Regions from separate parts of the Mus musculus genome. Here region 1 is linked to region 2. The links are chromatin contacts, called in public promoter capture Hi-C maps. All regions are on one chromosome and are shown on one strand. Each heading gives the region's core, a stretch centred on a gene start, on an enhancer-like site or on the middle of the called end of the contact. The rest is flanking DNA. Distances are from core to core; before and after follow the strand shown.

Evidence for each region. Promoter capture Hi-C pulls out the DNA fragments that hold promoters and counts their contacts.
Region 1: a promoter capture Hi-C map of hippocampal neurons shows a contact between it and region 2, with 7 times the contacts expected there. The contact joins the promoter of 4930478P22Rik here to the enhancer-like site in region 2. A contact is called at or near these places in 3 of 39 promoter capture datasets (the C10 cell line, hippocampal neurons and liver), 1 of 15 datasets of contacts at CTCF or cohesin (large pre-B cells), 42 of 484 Hi-C or Micro-C datasets (the AtT-20 cell line, the Ba/F3 cell line, the C10 cell line and 26 more), 5 of 115 datasets of contacts at active chromatin or transcription factors (the 230-238 cell line, bone marrow-derived dendritic cells, hepatocytes and 2 more) and 1 of 9 other capture datasets (embryonic stem cells).

The regions. Positions count from the first base shown.
Region 1 is chr5:35,359,454-35,363,481 of GRCm38.p6, forward strand. 4930478P22Rik (RIKEN cDNA 4930478P22 gene) reads left to right here and starts at 2,100. Exons shown (of 4, transcript NR_046060.1): 1 at 2,100-3,190.
Region 2 is chr5:35,167,693-35,171,670 of GRCm38.p6, forward strand. No RefSeq gene overlaps it. Among named protein-coding and RNA genes, the nearest start is that of Gm31601, 8.3 kb to the left of the region's middle. Within about 2 kb of position 1,314, at least 33 of the 459 cell types and tissues checked have an H3K27ac peak or open chromatin away from gene starts, as enhancers often do. A contact at or near this core is called in the 230-238 cell line, Sertoli cells, cerebellum and 2 more, where this site is marked.

The sequences.
Region 1 (4,028 bases), core at 850-3,349, 190 kb after region 2:
ACAAGATAGGGATGGGGGTTGTGTGGCAGAAGGCTTTCAGAAGGAATGAAGAGTCCACAGTGAAATTCTCACGATAACAAACTGGGAGTGTGAGAGGAAACATTCTAGTAACAGGCACAGCAGGTGAAAAGGCCCCGAAGCAGTAGCTGAGCCAGGAGCCTGTCCTTGGGTCCCTACATCAGAGACACCAACAAGCTGGAGTTTTCCCCCAGCAAGTCCTGAGGCACAGCAGCAATGTAGCAAATAACACCATTTCTCCTGAGAATCTCATTGAGGCCAACCCAGCTTTTTATTCTGATCTGAATTACTAATATTGTCGCTTGCATCGCACAGCACACGGTGAGCATATGTATGTATATATGTGAGTTATAGAATGGTACAGAGCTCAAGATTTCAGAAGCGAGCTGATAGAAATGTAAATGGAGTCGGTATGGATGAGATAAGGATCCAAACCATCTGCAGAGAGGCTGCTGCTGTGAATGAGGTGGGGCATGGACCGAACACGGAGATGGGGAAATGGGGAGTGGGGAGTGGGGTATGGGGGTGACGACATAGATGGACTAGAGGGAACTGCAGGGATAAAGAGACAGAACCAGGGTATAGGTGGAGAAAACATATGAACTATGGGTCAGACAGGTGATCAGGAGAATGGGCTGACAGCCCGTAAATGGGCTGCATCTATATGCATAACCAAACCAGTCTGAATAGTCTATCTGAATGACAGGCTGATGGAGGCACTGTCATAGATATGCTGGGATTCAGGTTCTTGGTCTTGTGTATCCAATACATTCTTGGCCTTGGTTCCTCTATTTTGTACCCTTGTGGGCCCACAGTCTCAGTTCGTCACATTGGGTGACTGGCTCCCTTCCCACTCAGGACTAAGTCATTTATTCACCCAGGCTGATACATGGGGTTCTCTTCATGTGCCCACCTAGACATGCCATCATCCTCCATTCTCACAACAGAGTAAAAAGTCGCTTGTAAAATGGAGTCTCACAGAGTAGGGCACAACCTCTACCCCCTGCCCAATACCACATTGTTGTATTCAATAGGAACAACTCAGAGCAGGGCCCAGACTCTTCTCAACAGAATCCTAATCCCTCCCAGAGTCTATGAATGTGTGGATGTCTTGACCTCAGCAAAGGGGACTCTTGGGTGCTGGCCAGCTGTGTCGAACTGGGGAGAGTGCCCTGACATAGTGTGTGGACCTGATGGTAAGAGGCCAGTGCCAGGGGCAGGAGGAAGACATCTGGGAGCCATGAGACACAGCAGCCTCTGCACTAGAAAAGGCACCAGCCTGGCCACATTGGCTTTAGCCCAGTGGGCCCAGTGGGACTGGAGTGTTGGGGATCTCTGCAGCTAGCAGACTCCCCTTAATGATACCACACAGCCCAATCCTGCCTCTCCAAGCCCAGATCTTCCCCATAGGCAACTTTGAATAGCATGGCTTCTTTGCCAGCCTACTGTGAGTTATATATGACAGCACCCCTCACTCCACCTGCCCCAGGCACCACCACCCCCAATCTGGACTCTGTCAGACTCACCCAGGCATCCTCTGGGACTCCCATTCCTTCTACAACCTGACAGTACCAGACTTTGACACAAACCCCCAGCTGTTCCACTCCCCACCTTTCTGCCTCCCCGGGCCCCACCCATAGCACCCCTGCCTCTCCCCGAAGTCTCTCCTCTGGTTCCCACTGTTTCCAGATACCTGCACTGTCACCTGGCCCTTGATAATGCTCCCGATGGCCCCACTGGAGACATTGTGGACTTTCTGATTTCTCTCCCCGACCCCCATCCATACCCAGCCACTGGCTCTCAGCACATAGGCCAGATGGCCAACTTTCTTAGCTGGTCTACATGCATTCTTTCCAGAGAATTCCTGGGGAAAGTCCCCACTTTGTAGCTACACACACAGCATTTCTCCCTCTGAAAGATGGCCACTTCCTCTATCTTCTCACAATGGACTCTGGATACCGAGTCAAGGGTAGTTTCAGGCCCAGCTAAATGGGGCCTCATGCCTCTCCATCAGAGGTGGGCATGTGTGACAGTTAATATCAACTGTCAACTTGACAAGATCTGAAATCACCTAGGAGACAGACCTTCAGTCGTGCCTGCCAGGGATCGGTTAGCATCCTAGCATGCTTGTGGGATTATCTTGATGGGATTGAGGTGCGAAAACCCACCCTAATATGAGTGACTCCATTCTCTGAGCTTGAGTCTTTGGTGGCATAATAACAAGGAAGAGAGCTAAGGAGCAGAACACATCCCTCTGTCCCCTGACTGAAAGTGAAGTGACCAGCTGCCACCAAGACTTGCACAACATAATGGGCCGTGCCCCGATACTGTGAGACAAAACCAACACTCCCCTAAATTGCTTTTGTCTGATATTTCATTGCAAAACAGGAAAAGAAACTAAGACGGGGCCTGTGGTTTTATTTACTAAATCTGTCTGTTCTGGGAGGTGCAGATCACGGGTGCCAGCCCTTCTTCACCCACCTCATCCCCATCTTAAAGCACAGAGAAAGCTGGTCGATGAGTCTGCTGACCAGCAGGGGGCGCCTGCCCAATTCTGATGGTTTCCTGCCTATAGCTCATGGATGCAATTTGGAGGTGGCCACTGGGTGGCACCATTATGTCACATATGCCTACTGAGAATCCTGTTGACTGCTGGACAGGGGACAAGTCTGGAATCCAAAGCCCTCATCTGGACTGACTCTGCTATGGGGACTCTGCATGTGAGTGTTAGGCAGATATCCTGAAGGAGCAGGCCTGGACCTGAGCCTCCTAGGCAGGTCTGAACCCAGGATGCCAGAGCTCTCCTGGAGCAGACTGTCCCGTTGTCTACCACGTCAGGTTGGGGACCCAGGATTCTAAGATGAGAAGAGACAGACTTTACCCATCTTGATCCCTGAGTATATCTTCCTGTCTACAGCCTGGGGGTCTTTGTCCCTGGCTCAATTTCACTCACTGGCTTCTGTGGCTGAGGGTCCTTGGGCTCTTACCTCTGTGGAACCTAAAAGCCCCTGAGAGGGACGTTGAATGAATTCAGGGTAGACAAGCCCAACCCTGGGCCAGAGCCTAAACAAGACAAACAGCCCACAGCATTCATTTTGGGGAGGTTGGGCTGGAACCCACTTGGCACAGAGGACCAGGAACTTGGAGGTCTCATAGGGAGGCTTACAAGTTGGTAAGTGAATGGGTTCTGTCTGTCATCTTAGTGTGCAGAATCTCAAATGCGGGCATAGCCCCTGTCACGCAAAGAAGTCATACAATATGACCATTCAAGGTTTCCTTTCAGCACTTACCAGTCTGGCCCTCCTTGAGCCAGGTGCTGAGAGCCAAGCATTCCTGGCTTTCTACATACTGTGAAGTGCTATGCCCGGGAGTCAGCAAGCAGCAGTTTCTGCCAAGCTCCTTGGCCTTTCACCATGTAGTACTTCCTAAGTGCCACCCAGGCCCAAAGGGGGTGGGGCTCCCTGTATATCTCAGTCCCAGAGCCTGGCATTCAGGGTACACTCAAGCCCACTTTCAACCCTTCTGTCCATCCAGGAGGTCCTGATTCCCACCTCTCCTGCCCTCAGAGTCATCCCAACGTGTCTGCTCACCTTCCAGCTGGTTCAAGCCACCGTGGCCTTAACTGCCTGTGTTAACTACCTGGTTTATTTTATTTCTTTGTGGGTTTTTGGTTTTGCTTTGATGTTTATTTGTTTGTTGTCGTCGTCGTCGTTTTGTTTTGTTTTGAGGTAGGGTTTCCCTGTTTAGCCCTAGCTATCCTGGAACTAGCTCTGTTGAGCAGGCTGGCCTCAAACTCACAGATACCTCTGTCTCCCTAGTGCTGGGATCAAAGGCTTGTGCCACCATGCCTGCCTCTACCCATTTTCTTTTTTGTTGTTGTTGGGTTTTTTTTTTTTTTTTTTTTGGTTTTTGCTTTTTTGTTTTGTTTTGTGTTTTTTGTTTTTCGAGACAGGGTTTTTCTGTATAGCCCTGGCTGTCCTGGAACTCACTCTGTAGACCAGGCTGGCCTC
Region 2 (3,978 bases), core at 64-2,563:
CCAAATAATGTTTTTCTGGGGCACACAGGTGATAGGATTCTTTGTTAAAGCAGACGTGTGAAACAAATATGTGATATTTAGAAAGAATATAAATATGACCCTAGAGATAATGGGATCCTCTACCTAGCTATTCTTTGATGGCAATACACACGGATTGGTTCACCTTACACTGCATTGCTGAGCTTCGCTTATGGTGATGTCATAGAAAGAAACTCGCCACAGAATTCATGAGATTTCTGCTGCTTCTCTCTGCTTCCTCAGACTCTGTCCAGTTGGTGAGTCCTTCTGAATTTCTTCTGGATTGAACTGCCCTTGCTGCTTTGTGTGTGGTGTCTGCTGAGTGGACTGGTCTGCAGCTGCTGATTCATATCTGGTGTTTGCTACTGGACTGGACTGAGAACAATGAAGATTGAAATCACCCCAAAGAACTATTTCTAAACAGGTCTACTTCCCCTTTGTCCTAATAACCTTTCTTTTCCACCACATCTGGTGGGTGGTGGGCTAGAGGGGAGGTTGAACCCTTATTAAAGTAGGCTGAGAAAAATTTATGCCTACATTCCTCATTGAGATCATGGTCACCAACTCTGAAGTAAACAGCCTTCAGCCAAAGTCCAGCAGGAGTCCAGGATCTGGAGAGGCAGAAAGGTCTTGTCAAACCTTGGAAGAGACATGGCTGTCACTTCATGTCAATCTGGACTTCTCCAACTAGCGTGGGGTTGAATTCTTGTTAAAGTATTTGTCCGTGGAGACAAGAAACAGACTGGCTCAGTGAAGACCTGCTCCTGTCCAGCTATATGTGGGATGTGATAGGATGGGCTCTTGGGAGCCCCTGGGATTTAACCAGCACCTGCCCATGCCAGTCTCCACTGCCTTCCCACGAACTGGTCCTGTCCGATTGCTGCTGTCTGTCATCGCAGGTCTCAGGAACTAGTCAGAAGCTCAATGAGGTCTAGGGGCTCTTGAGAGGCTGTGACCTTCCCTGCAGAGTAGGTGAAGTCCATGTCCTGGAGTGAGAGACTGTTTGTGAACCACAGTCACCTGGGGCCGCTCTGTCTTGCTTGCCCTGCTCTTTGGTAGTGTCTGTCCTCCCACAGAGAGCTTCACTTCCATGGTGTACAAACCTGGTCATAGAAACCCTTTGGTCCCCTTGATGTTACCCTGGCCCTGCCTGTCTCCCAAGGTCTGACTGAATCCAGGCTTGTCCAGAGCATCAACCCCAATTCCCACCATCTTCTCTCACTCTGAAGCCAACCTGTGACCACCTTGTTCCCAGAGACTGGGCTCAGGCAGCCCCTCTTGTGTGTGACTCACAGTCATCCCGGGGGACCAAGCTGTCACAGAATGAGTCACCCTGTCAAATGCACAGCATCTGTCAGTCTTCTCACCCACTGCTATTTTTGAAATCCTGTCCTTTCTTTGCTGTAATCACTTGGGTCCGCTTTTCACCAGAACACAAGTCTGCTGTGGCTTCACTGCACGCTGAAAAGGCTGGAACTAACGGTGCTTGTTGAACCAAAGCTAGATGTTGACAGACGTTTCAGAAGGAACCAGGTGATGAAGGTCTCATTGTCTCCAGGAGCTACTGCAAGCTGTGGGTGGGCTTGTTGGGACTGGCCCACACACTGCAGATTACGCTTCTCAGATCCAATGGAAACTTGGCCATTCAGTCTCCAAGTCCTGACTGGGTGACTTCCTTTCCTCCAATAGGACGGTGTCTCACAACCACCACGTAAGCCCAGGGCCAGCACAATCCCCCTGCTTCAGCCATCTGAATGCCGAGTACTGATTGTAGGTGTTCGCCGCCAAACAGGCACAGGTGTAGCTCAGGCTGCCCCTAAACTCAGCCTCCTCAGAAATCTTCCTACTGTGTGCTCTACCATGACCAGCTCAGATGGGACAGAACAGACCTCTTGTTACTTACACACACACACACACACACACACACACACACACACACACACACACACACACACACAGTTACTGAGAGCCAGTCCACCGAGACCCACATGGTAAAATACTTATCCCAGAAAGAACTTTAGGAGCCATATGACCATGAAGTGGAACTGTTGGCATGAGATCGGTGTGCTGGCAGGGGAGCCCCAGAGCTGCCCACTCCTCCACTCCATTGAAGACACGGTGGGGAGAGGACTGGCCTTCTGCCAGTGCTTTAATAGCAGACACCAGACCTTGAAAAGTCAGTGTCTGAGGCTGATGAGCCCAGGCTGAGCTATGTCATTACACCAGAGTGGACAAAGACACAAGCATGAAAACCACAGAAAAGAGAGAGAGAGAGAAAGGAGGAGATGGAAAGGGATATGAGGCAGGCATGGAGGAAGAAACGTGGGGAGGAAAAGGACACACTCTTCACTGTGTAGGAATCACTGCAGGCTTGGGCAGCATCAATGCAGCCTTTGTTACAGCTTGAATCTGGGTTGTCCCTGGGGCTCACTGGCTTTTGCGGAAGTAAGTGGATTCTGGGGGCTCTGGACAGTCAACGGATTAATTCTTTAATAGGATTGTAAAACAGCGATACTACTGGCAGGTGGGGCCTAGTTGGGGAAACACTGAAGGTGTGCCCTAGCAGTCTTGTCTTGTCTGTTCCCTGGCCACCAAGACTTGCAAATTTGTCCTGCTAACCACAGACGCACAACATGGAGCCACCTGGCCACAGGCTGACACCTCCAAATCTGTGAGCCAAAATAAACAATTTCCCTAAGTCACTGATCACAGACACTTCATTCCAGTAACACAAGCTGACTAGGCAGGAAGCCTTTTAGTTCATTTTATGAATTTATACATAATTTGACGCCACCAAGATCTTCTGCATATGGCAATTTTGAGACATGGTGCAGAGTAGACCAGGATGACATGAGGCAGACTTTGACAAACACTGTCTGTCAGATGCTGTTTTTGACGGATTCTCTGTCCCCAGGATGACGACCGATTTTCCAATGCAAAAACATCCTCGTGACTCACATCACTAAATATCAGCTGTCACCCTCGGCTTACAGAACGGCAATAAAAACGGCCATTATGTGGCTCTGCATAGCTTTTTTTTTACGGGGTGTGTGGGGGGGGGAAGAGAAAACATTTTGTTCACTAATTGCTCCTGAGTGGGGCTCAGCTTGCCAGTGGTTTAGTGACTAGGAGTTTGGCACAGGTGCAGCAGAGGGGACTGGCCAGCGTGGAGATGGATGCTGTCTGGGGCACAAGGCCAGCTGAACAGCCACCAGGGACACACTCTGAGAACTGTCTTATGTGAGCATTGTGGCCTGGATGCTAGCAGGGGAGATGGCACATGTGGCCACTGCAGGCTACAGTGGCAGTGTTTATAACATGCCTCCCTTCCCCCCTTTTTCTTTCTCTCTCTCTGGTCTGCTGTCACAGGTTTTTTCCTCCTTTTCCTCGCCTCCTTCCTCTAGATTTATTTATTATATGAGTGTTTCTTAGAATGCACGTATGCATCCCATGTGCATGCAGGCAGTGTCTGCAGATGCCAGAAGAGGGTGTTGGGTCCTCTGGACCCACAGTGGTAGATGGTTGGACACAGCCAGCTATGTGAGTGCTGGGAAGCTGACATGGGTCTCCCAGGAAGAGAAGACATTGCTTTTAACTCTGAGCCATTTCTCTAGCCCCTTTCCTCTTAAAAAAAAGTCTTTCATTTATTCTTTGACAGTTTCACACTTGTATACGTTGATCATATTCACTATCCACTCCCAACTTCACCCTTGTTCCTCCCCACCCCTTGAAACACCCCCTCCACCATCATTCCTCCATCTGCTTTTCCTAACCCACTGAGTCCAATTCATGGGGCTGGCTGGCATGCTGCCTGGTCTTGTTGGCTTGATCTCATGGAGATTATCACGGCTTCAGTGAGTTGGTGGTGCCGTGGCCATGTGTCCTCCCAGTGACCACATTTCCCAGCACTCTTACCCATCCTCTGGACCTTACAATGTGACTGTCCCTCTTCTGTTTAGT